Regions from separate parts of the Sus scrofa genome. Here region 1 is linked to region 2. The links are chromatin contacts, called in public HiChIP or PLAC-seq maps. All regions are on one chromosome and are shown on one strand. Each heading gives the region's core, a stretch centred on a gene start, on an enhancer-like site or on the middle of the called end of the contact. The rest is flanking DNA. Distances are from core to core; before and after follow the strand shown. Region 1 holds the start of APP (amyloid beta precursor protein). Region 2 overlaps APP (amyloid beta precursor protein).

Region 1 (5,639 bases), core at 2,258-4,757, 76 kb after region 2:
GGCAAACGCTCTGCAAGCTCTTAAGGTAATACATGTGCCCACCTCGCAAATGTGCAGAAACAGAATGTACATTTCTGATGGATTTTTCCACATCTTCAAGGGTAGTTTGATGGCCACAGGAAAGGCACACAATAGCTCTGCTTATTTCTAGAATGACTGACAATCGCCACTTCATATAAATATCTGTATAAATGTCTCTAGTATGCCATAAACAGTAATTCAAAATAGAGATCCTCCAGCAACAGGGAGAAAGCATTTTCCACAAAGATAACCTCTCCGTTTTTCTTTTTCTTTTCCATTATGGTTTATTGAATAGCATTAGGATACTGAATACCATTCCCTGTGCTATACAATGGGATCTTGTTGTTTAGCCATTATATAATAGTCTGTATCTGCTAGTCCCAAACTCTCAATCTCTCTCTCCCTGCCCCCTCCCCTTGGAAACCACAAATCTGTTCTCTGTGTCTGTGAGCCTGTTTCTGACCTCTCTGCTTTTCTTCAAGCCAATATTCAATGGACAACTCCCCCCCCCGCCCCCCGCTTTTTTTCCAATCAGTCATTCCTACTTGGGATCTATTTAGTTGTATGTTCCTCTTTACCACCCCAACCAGAAAGAATACTCTATCTGGAGTACTTCTTGGTAGTACTAGCACAGGCTCCTAAGTGCCTATCAAGCACCTGCTGGTTAGGGTGACAAGAGAGCAGCTTTGGTGCCCTGCTGGTTATCACAGCTTCGCAGGGATCAGCAAGACACAGTGACTCTCCTTCACTCACCATCAAATCTGAGCTTTGCTATTCTGTGCCGAGGCAATTACCATTAGGGCAGCTCTAGCCAGTGTGAGGAGGTTTGTCTCTGAATTAGCACCAGTACTGAATGAGCACCAGTACCAAAGCAGATAATTGTGATGAGGTTACACAACATCAAGGGTTAAAAAAAAAAAGAAAGAAAGAAAAAAAAAAAAAAACACAAAAAGCAAAAAACAAAACTTTAAGTTTAAATAAATAAATGTCGGGGCCTTTTAAACTCATGCTCTGTCGCTACACCCGGGAAAATCATCAACCCAGGTAATGATGTGTCCCCCAGAAGCTGAAGCCCCTTATTATTGCCCTCATTTGTCTTTTTTCAAGCCATTTGTAGCAGACCTATTTTCTAAGCCCTGCAAAAGATAGTCAACTCATAATTACATCTTTTCCATGGACAGAGACTGAGCCTGATAACCGCCCCCCAAACCTCATCAGAGTGAACTGCCTACCTTTCCATTAACGCTCCACAAAATGAACTAATGTGAATCTCACCTCCACCCTTGGAAAGAGGTGACAGTAACCAGTGAAAATATCTAAGTTTGGCAGAAAGAGCAAAAAATGCAATCAAACAGGGTAAAAAAGAAATCTGAATCATATTTGCCTGCACGCTGCTTCCTTTTACAAAGAAAAAAATCCTGCTCATAAAAGTTAAATATTTACATTTTGGCAAAAGGCTCCACTATAAAAGATATGATATGCTTTTAATTACTTGTGTTTTTAATGTGTAATAAAACAATCAGGAGAACTGAAATAAGAGTAAATTTAACTGTCAGAAAAACCAGAGTTCTCTTAATTAAATGCATTTTTAAATGGAAAGCCAAATGCTTCGACTCTTAAAACAATCTGCCTTAACAAGCCCCCAGGTGATTCCTGAGCCACTTGTAGGAAAAAGGCAGAGGGGGAAAAAGTTCAATGACCCTGTAAATTAGGGACTAAACAGCTGAAATGGTGTGATAGTCCGTATAATCTCAGTTACACTACGGGAAAACATTTGTCCAGAAATTGCTCTTTTGGAAAATCCCATGAGTTAGGGGAAAAGGAGGGGGAAAAATGGGGAAAGAGAGGTTACAAATGCTAAGATACCAAATGGGAACTCAAATGATGCGAAATACGTTTTCTGCCTCAACTGCCAAGCAAATAATTTCTCAACATCTTCAGATGAAAAGGAAAATAGTCATTTTGCACAGGCGTTAGCTGAATGTTCGAGAGTTGGATGAATGGGGAGGACTTGTTATACACCTAGTGGTGGGTGGATTTCACCAGGCTGCAGCCTCCACACAGCTTTTCTTTGCTGCACTGCAGAGGCGCCATCTTCTCCGTCTTAATCTTCACTCAATTCAATCCTTTTATCTGCACCCTAAAAAAAAAGACCCTGAGGACCCTCCCCAGCAGTCCGCGCCCCCCGGGGAGCTAAACCGGACTGCCCAGCACTGCCAGGGAAGAGGCCGCGCCTTAATCAGACAAACGCCTCCTTTGATGCACAGGAAGAGAGCTCGTGGCTCCCCACCACCCGCCACTGCCCCTTCCAGACGCACACTCCACTCTCCGCGTATTTCTCCCCAAGGACTTTACAACCGAGAACAGAATGAGCAAGCCTCGGAGGTGATGGGGTGGGGGGAGGAAGTAGAGGGGCCCAGAGGCTCGGCCAGAGTCGCCCCAGCAGCGCCCCAGCCCCCTCCGGGACGGGCGCGCAGCGCGGAGAAGGGAGTCAGGCGGGAGCCTCGGTGGCGCACAGACTAACTCAGCTCAGCCCACCGCGCCCCGGGCTGGCGAGGGCGGGGTGTCGCGGCTTTTGTTCCCGGGGACCTTCCTTGTCCCTCTCCCGGAGAATGTGAGGGTGCGAGCGAACGCCCGGGATATTTAGGCTTGGGGAAGGTGCGATGTGGCTGTGGATCTCCGACCCCTCCCATCTCTCGCAACTTAGCACAAAAGGGAGACACAGAAATGCACAAAGTTTGCCTGCCGAGGGTGGTGCCTGACCCTGCTTGGGGTCGCACTCAGGAGGCAGCCCCGAGCAACCGAGAAGAGGGAGGAGGAGGAGGTCGGGCAGAAAAGGGGCGGTGGGGATGTGAAGGGAAGGTGAAACCGCGGGGGAAAAGCGAGGGAAAGCGGGGGTGGGGGGGTTGGGGAGAGAGATGACCAGCTTCCCAAGCCGTCCCGACTCCTCCCTAGGGCCCGAGAGAAAGGGAAAGGCAGCGATTAAGAGCTGGGGACAGGATCCAGGGACTGTGGGTTTTCGGCTTTTCCCACGTGCTCCCTCCCCCACCTACCATCTGGACGTCTCTAGCTGCCCCGGGTCCCCGGTTCCGAGGCAGGGACTAAGTCAGGGTCTGAGCTGCAGATAGCCTCCTCCTCTTCTCTCCCCCGACTGAAGCGGACCCGGGCTCCCGACCCCTCACCCGCTCCTTCCCCGCGGGCCGGAGAGCGCGTCCCCGGGGCAGGGCTGGGCCAGAAGCGGGGATGCGCAGGGTGCCCGCAAGCGGGGGCGTAAGGCCTGAGGAGAGTGGGGTGGTCCTCGACTAACCCCAGCTTCTCTGGGTTAAAGACTTGGATTAATCGGGTCTCCACTGTCCCCCTCCGACCCCATTCCGAGGCGCGGCACCCACCTCCAGCGCCCGAGCCGTCCAGGCGGCCAGCAGGACCAGTGCCAAACCGGGCAGCATCGCGACCCTGCGCGGGGCACCGAGTGCGCTGCTGTTCGCGTGGGATCCGCCGCGCCCTTGCTCTGCCGGTGTCGCTGCCGCTGTCTACGGTGGCCCCGCGCTCGCGCTGCCCCGGGTGCTCTCTCCTACCGCTGCCGAGGAAACTGACCGAACAGCAGCGCGGCGGCGGGGCTCGGAGCCCGGGCGAGTCAGCTGATCCGGCCCACCCCGCTCGGCACCCGAGAGAGACCCCTAGCGGAGCCGCCGGGGAGCTGCGCGCGCTCGGCCGGGAGGGGCCCGCGGCCCCCGGCGCCCCCGGCGCCCTCGGCGCCCACAGGTGCGGGGCCCTCGGCTCCCGCCGGGTCCCCCCGGCTCCCCGCCCGCTTCCCTGGCCTGGACCCCTCGAGCAGTAGGAGGGAGACTCTGGGGCCGGGAGAGGGACCGTGCAGGATCAGGGAAAGGTGAGTCGTAGGACGACTGGGCTCCAGAAAAGTCGGGAGCGCTCCCCGCTCGTTCCCGTGAGCTTGACTCATCCGACCCCGCAGGCCTCTCGGGGGTGTCGTATAAATGGGTTGCTGCTGGGGTGCGTTTTTATCCGCATTTAATTTTTTGTCTCGGTTTGGAGAGGTGGGGGAGGCGTTTCTGGAAGAGACTGAGAACAAGACTAGCTTAAAGGAAATAGGATTTCTTTGCTTGCTAGGAGAGCAAAAGCCCTCTTTTTTTTTTTTTTTTTTTTTTTTTTTTTTGTCAAAAGCAGCCACGAGCAACCTGGAATTTCTATCTTTAGACTGAACCGAAGGAGAAAGGCGCCGGACCAGGAGAAGAAGCGGCGACCTATTTACTTCTCCTTGAAAGAAGGGTTTTTAATTTTTTTTTTAAATTTTTTGTTTGTTTTTGTTTTGAGAAGGGGACAGTCATCTGGGATTTTTTTTTTTTTTTTTTTTAAATCAGGCAGGGATGTAGTGTCCATCTGAGACGCGGGTGAAGTGAAAGAAAGGTTGTGGAAAGATGATTTCTCCTCGACCCCCATACCTCAGAACTTCTGACCTCCAACTCCGTCCTTGTTCCTTCTTGTGTCTGCCCGGGATTACAGAAGTGAACCTTCTAGGGAAGCCACTTTCTCCTAGGTTAAACACAATCCACCCATGGTCGGGTTAGTGTCTGGTGAGTCTAGAATGGTCTAGAACTGCCCTGCTCTTGACCTGAAGGACAAGCCACAGTCCACAGGGGCGCTGGTGGGAGGGAAAGAAGCCACAGGCTCAGCCGTGGAATCGTGGCTCAGCCGAGGATGCCGGCTTCCTTCCAGATAAGATAACATTTCTGGGCCAGCTCCCCTGGATATTGTCTTCTCTCTTATTAACCCCGTTAGGCATCCAAGCTGGTCCCTTGAATTACTTTCTCTCCTGAATGACCTTTGAACCTCCTCAACCAATGGTGACAAATATTCGTTAGTTCGAATTATTTGTTTACGTGCTTATGTCATTTACTTCCTCCAAAAGCCAGTGAGGCCCTTACTGTTATTATTCCCATTTGTAAAGTAGGAAGCTGACGCTAAAAACCTCCTCCCCAATCTCACAGCAAGTAAGTGGCAAGAGGTTGGGACTGCAGGGAAAAAAGGCCCAAGTGACAGCAAAACCCAGTTGCTTCCAAACATGTTTACCCACCACCGCAGGTGTGTGAGACAAATTGAAGGCACCTGATAGGAAATAGGAATATGACTTAAAAATGGGTAGGAAGCAGGCCTGGCTCCACAATTTGCAGGGTCCAGTGCAAAATAAAAAGGTGGGACTCTTTCTTCCAAAGTGAAGAATTTTAAGATGATAACAGCTGCACGTTCAATCAAGCACAAGACCCTTCTGAGCTCAGATCCTGTGTGATGGAGCAGATGCCTGCCTATGGAGCCAGTCCTGGGAGGCAGGAAGCCATTTTTAAGAGCAAGGGACTTTTATTGAGCACAGAATTCAAAGATAGAGAGGTGAGGTTATAATCTGCGATTATATATGAGTTCCTAGATTTGGCATTTCCCTTTCCCACTGTTGAAATGCACCCCAGTGATCCATCCCTGGAGAAGCTGTTCCTGGCAGAAGATGGTTGGCTGCTGCCTGTGTCAGAATGATAGGCATTCTTTACATTTTCTCCTGTTTCATCACCACTCGGAGGTCCTGGTGGCTTTTACTTTTCAGCCACCATCTC
Region 2 (5,417 bases), core at 2,233-4,732:
TATGCACTGTATGTATTGCTAACACAAGTATTGCTGATAATTTGCTACAACAAAAGGCATTAGCAAAACCCCGCTTTTTTACCCAGCCCCCTTCCTTTTCTAAAATGTGTCTCCCCTGTGAATCCCAATGATGAGTGACTGTTTTTTGATTATCAAAAATTTTAGATGACTACAGCTAGATGAATAAACACTTAAAGCAGAAGCAAATCCAGCTTGGGTCCATGACTTGAAAAGGAAACCGTCTCAAACTCCTACAAACCTTCCTGAATTATACACACAAACACACTCTTCCTAAAACCCTTACACAACACTTCTGATGCCAGGTCCATTAGGGTCCTCCCACACGGACCAATCGCCTCCCTGCCACAGTGTAATAGCAGGTTAATCCTCTCTCCCACTTCACGAATGCTTCATGGTATTTATTGCAGCATACCTCACATTTGGGTTAAGTACCTATGCATACCGCCTCCCCAGTGAAAATCCACTTTCTAAGGGCAGGAAATGCAGCTTGCCACCCACTCACAGCCTCCCAGTGGTGCTCCACATTCATTAATTTGCTTTAAGGCTATCAGGAGGCTGCCAACTTCTCCACCCCCTTCTGCAGTACTCCCACCTCAGGAAGGGTATTCATTAGTTGACTAGATTTTAACTCTGCAGCACCAGCCATCATGGCTGATGACAGCCAGAAGAAAGTCAACTTTGCACTGCTTTCTCCTTCCTCAAGAGTGTTGGACTAATGCATAGAGGCTCTAGCTAGATGGAAGGGGTGATAAATGGCTGGCAGGCGGGGGAAGTCATAGCCAGAGATGGTGCCTGTCAAAACCCATGGGAAAACAGGAACTTAGCATCTAGAAGAAGCAGGACAATAAGATGTATATAAAAGAATCTAAGATGAGACAGCCGTGTGCCCAAAGACAGCAGAGGAGTCAGGGACCACCTGACTAGCGATCACTCCCCCTTTTAAAACACAAGTTATTTTGGTAGCTTTATTTTCCTTCCAAATGAAAAAAACCCAAGTAAAATACCCAGCTCAAAAGTTAGTTCACTAATATTCCCTTCCCTGATCCCTTCAATCTCTGAATCCAAAGCATTTTATCCCATCACTTTGATCACCAACCATTCACTACCTTCCATCACACTTATATTTCTTCCTGCCCCATTAGAATATACACACACTCCTTGAAGAGAGAGACAATATGATTCATTTTTGTGTTCCCTCAACCGGGGTCAACACTGTGAAAGCACAGGAAGTGCCTGAGAAATAGGTAAGGACTATTTCTGGCTAAGTTCACAATCCATTAGATGTAGGAAAATTCAATATATATTACACTCTCATGGGGTACTGTCATTGTATCTCTTAAATAAGACTCCCTAAATGGGATGATATTATAGTTAGATTATAAGCTTTAGAGAAAATAAGCATCTCAGTGCCTTCTGATATTGTTCTTCCAAGTAGGATGTCACGACCTACATGCAGCTTATACCCATAAGAGCATCTTATATAAAAAGCAATAGATTAATGTTAATAAATACACAGCTGAGGAAGACACTTAGGAAGAATTAAAAGCCAGGCTCTCACTTAGGTGAAGGGGGACCCACTGGGGCGGTCCAGGCATCTGTAACAAGCAGCCTACTATTCTGGCCATACAAACATGTTTTATCTTTGAAAGCAAATTTCTATCTATACATAAATTTAACTTTTTTTTTTAAGTGAGCCAAAGAAATTTCAAATACTAACAGCCAGGAGAAGTAGAGTAGAAACAATCTTAGAATCATACAGGCTGTACTTGGTAACTTAATTGGTTTTCCTCTCTACAGAAAAATCCGTTAAAACATGATCACCATCAGAAGCTTTTCATTCCAAATTTAAAAAATCTAAAGATTCTCTCTTGCTCTCTCCGTCCCCAACCTTCTGTCTATCTGCACTGGAAATAAATTAATCTCAGACTAGATGACATTTAAGTTGTTAAATACGCAAAGCAAGAAAAGACACTGATGATATTTAAGAAAGCTGAGAACATATAATTATATAAACAGAAATATAAAAATATTTCTTTAAGGCATATGTTGTTAACGGTCCTATGAAAATTTTCCTTTATTTGTAGTATTAAGGACAAAGAGGGGAACTTTCAGAGTACCCTTCTGCAACAGGCCAATTGGGACAAGGGGTTAATTAACGCCAAAAATCATATTTACACACTAGATCCTAAATGACCAAGGATGTTTCAAGAACGTACAATCAAATGCACCCAATAAAAGACTGAAAATAGAGTTAATGGGCAGATGAATGGGAATTGCCACTAATTCTGAAAATAATTTGCTTACTGTTCTTTCTAGTCTTTCAACTTTTCAAATCAACTTTTCATCACATGCTCCAGGATATTTCTTTCGGAAAAAACATGCTAGAAATTACATAGCGTTAATAAAATGGTGTTTTAAACATGCAAGTTAGAAGGCAATAATTGCTTTTGTTCATCTTACTTTATAGCTTTTGTTGCTTTTGTTCATTTAAATTTATAGCTCTGCAAAAGGGATAAGCAACACATCTATTTGCACAAGGGGATTGCCAAAAATAACGCCATCACTGAAGAAGGTAAGATAGAAAACTGGGATTCCAGACTTAGCCAAGAAGAAGAGTGACTAGATTTTATAATTACTGGAGTGATAAGCACATGGGGTGTTCATTACACTGGTCTTTCTACTTTTACATATGCTTGAAATTTTGAGTTAAAAATAACTAAAAGTTAAAAAACAGCCAGTCCAGTGGCAACAAAGTCAGATTTCTAAATTTACATTACAAGTGAAAAGACAAATACATAAGCAAGGATCTTAACTGCAAATGCATTAGGGCACCTCACTAGCATGTATGAACATGTACAAGAGACAAAAAAATCAAAGTCTACAGGAAAATGGTATAGAGGTAGCCTGAGCATGGGGTATTTTCATCCTGTGAAAGTTTTTACATATCAATTTCTTTTTCAAAGACTATGTCCCAAGAGGAGAATAAGAAAAATACATAATTGAGGGTTTACTATGTGCCTGAATCACTGCAAATGTTTTATGTGTAGCAGGTTGTGTAAACCTCCATCAGTTGGTAACAGCTCCATTTCAAAGAAGATGAAATTGATGAAGCCAGGAGGTAACAATGAAAGTAGGTGACAATTCTGAGCATATTAAATCTAAGGGCTAAACTACTTCCACTTCAGCGTCTAAACCCAAACAAGGCATGTCCTAAACAGTATGTTTCGGTTTCTGGATTAAAATAACACACTCTCTCCTCTAAGACTGTCTGGAATATGAAGAAACATCTTATCTCAAATTGTTTCTCAACATAAATTCTTATAATCGCAAGAGTATGGAGACAATATCTGATTTAATTGAGAGAGAGAGAAAGAACTGGAAACCGAAAACATTCTCTGATTACAATGTAACGAGGTGCTGGGAGGCAACACAGCTGATGAAACACCACTGTAATAATAGGAAGTACACACAGTGCTGCGTTTCCACAATGATGACCTTATGTAAGCGTAAGGGACATAAAATGCTGCAGGACACCAGCCTATTTCCCAATAATTTGGCTCAAGTCTGCTTTGCACATTGTATATAAATATATTGTCATAGATACACACTCATACAGAGTTGGAAAATATTGCCCAAGAACCTTATTTGATGTATAAGTCACTCTTATACCAATGCCCTGAATGTAAAATCAAATGAGGCAGGAGGAGACACCAAAATAAACAGGACAGGACATGAACGTGAAAACAAACAGATGTGTCCACCTACAGTCAAGATCCCCATTCTCTCTCTGTTTAATTTTCTTATTATTTTTTGTCTTTTTTTAGGGCTGCACTCACAGCTTATGGAGGTTCCCAGGCTAGGGGTTGAATCGGAGCTGCAAGTGCTGGCCTACACCACAGCCACAGCAGCACCAGATCCTTAACCCACTGAGCAAGGCCAGGGATTGAACCTGCATCCTTATGGACGCTAGTCAGATTCATTTCCGCTGAGCCACGACAGGAACTCCTTCTTATTTTTAAAATGTCCAGTCTATATTAGGTTGTTATTTGCACCTCAGTAAAGCTAAAAAAAAAAAAAAAATAGATGCAGACTACTGCCTTTGGAATGGATTAGCAGTGAGATCCTGCTGTGTAGCACTGGGAACTATGTCTGATCACTTATGATGGAGCATGGTAATGTGAGAAAAAAGAATGTACACATGTAAGTGTAACTGGGTCACCATGCTGTACAGTAGAAAACTGACAGAACACTGTAAACCAGCTGTAATGGAAAAAAATAAAAATCATTATATTAAAAAAAAATTACGGGAAACACATTTTAAATAAGTAAATAAATAAGATTTCAAGGATGAAAGTCCATAGTACTGCTCTAAATATGTAACAATTGAGTATGCATTTAGGAAAGAGCTAGGCAGTAACAAGGACAGACGTTCAATCAAACATTAACCTGATTAAATGATAGCTGTGTGGGAAAAAATATCCAAACTGGTTTCATCTTTTTTTTTTTTTTTTTTTTTGGCAGCTCCCACGGTATGCGGAAGTTCCCAGGCCAGGAATCAAATTCAAGCCACATCAGTGACAACGCCAAATCCTTAACTGCTAGGCCATTAGGGAACTTTTGGTTTCATTTCTTTTACCTCTGAATCCTGTGGCTTATACAAACAATCCTTATAAGTATACATACCAATAATGCATAAAATATCTCCATACTCACAGATTAGTAGCTGGATACCTCTACTCAAAAACTGTTTCATTTAATAGGAATTTTTGAATCTTTCAAATATCAAAACCAGAACGCATAGGTACCTGTCACCATGGGTCAAGTTTAAACTCACAAAGGTGGACGGCACCTGTAGCAAAATAGTAATGGCCAAGAATATACCACAGCTTCTACCTTGGTGGTTGTCTACAATGTGCCCTCCAAGTTGGTTAGATTAAAAAGATCGCATGTGTTTTATTTATTTATTTATTTAACTTTTTAGGGCCGCACCTGCGGCATATGGAAGTTCCCAGGCTAGGGGTCAAATTGGAGCTGCAGCTGCCAGCCTACACCACAGCCACAGCAATGCCAGATCCAAGCCACGCCTGTGACCGAAGCTACAGCTCATGGCAACACTGGATCCTTAACCCACTGAGCAAGGCCAGGGATCGAACCCCTGCATCCTCACGGGTACTATTTCAAGTTCTTAACCTGCTGAACTACAATGGCAACTCCTGTGGTTTTTTTGTTTTTTTTTTTAATTAATTTTGGCTTCACATTGCAATAGAAATGAAAACATCAAGGCTGAAAAACAAGTCTTGCTTGGGAGTCCCCGCTGGGATATATATTTTGGTGTAGAGAGTTGGGTGGAGGAAACATCTTTATTCAACTCATCAGTTTTTGTTTGGTTCAGGCAC

Evidence for each region. HiChIP or PLAC-seq counts read pairs in DNA pulled down with a chosen protein or histone mark.
Region 1: an H3K27ac HiChIP or PLAC-seq map of alveolar macrophages shows a contact between it and region 2. The contact joins the promoter of APP here to the enhancer-like site in region 2. A contact is called at or near these places in 4 of 47 Hi-C or Micro-C datasets (heart right ventricle, retroperitoneal adipose tissue, skeletal muscle and 1 more) and 2 of 2 datasets of contacts at active chromatin or transcription factors (alveolar macrophages and skeletal muscle).

The regions. Positions count from the first base shown.
Region 1 is chr13:189,712,445-189,718,083 of Sscrofa11.1, forward strand. It overlaps APP (amyloid beta precursor protein), which reads right to left and starts at 3,508. Exons shown (of 18, transcript NM_214372.1): 1 at 3,411-3,508. The coding sequence starts at 3,467. LOC110256540 (a long non-coding RNA gene) reads right to left here and starts at 3,404. Exons shown (of 2, transcript XR_002338172.1): 1 at 3,075-3,404; 2 at 1-2,161.
Region 2 is chr13:189,636,484-189,641,900 of Sscrofa11.1, forward strand. The region is part of intron 2 of APP (amyloid beta precursor protein); the gene reads right to left. Among named protein-coding and RNA genes, the nearest start is that of APP, 77 kb to the right of the region's middle. Within about 2 kb of position 3,483, at least 12 of the 83 cell types and tissues checked have an H3K27ac peak or open chromatin away from gene starts, as enhancers often do. A contact at or near this core is called in alveolar macrophages and retroperitoneal adipose tissue, where this site is marked.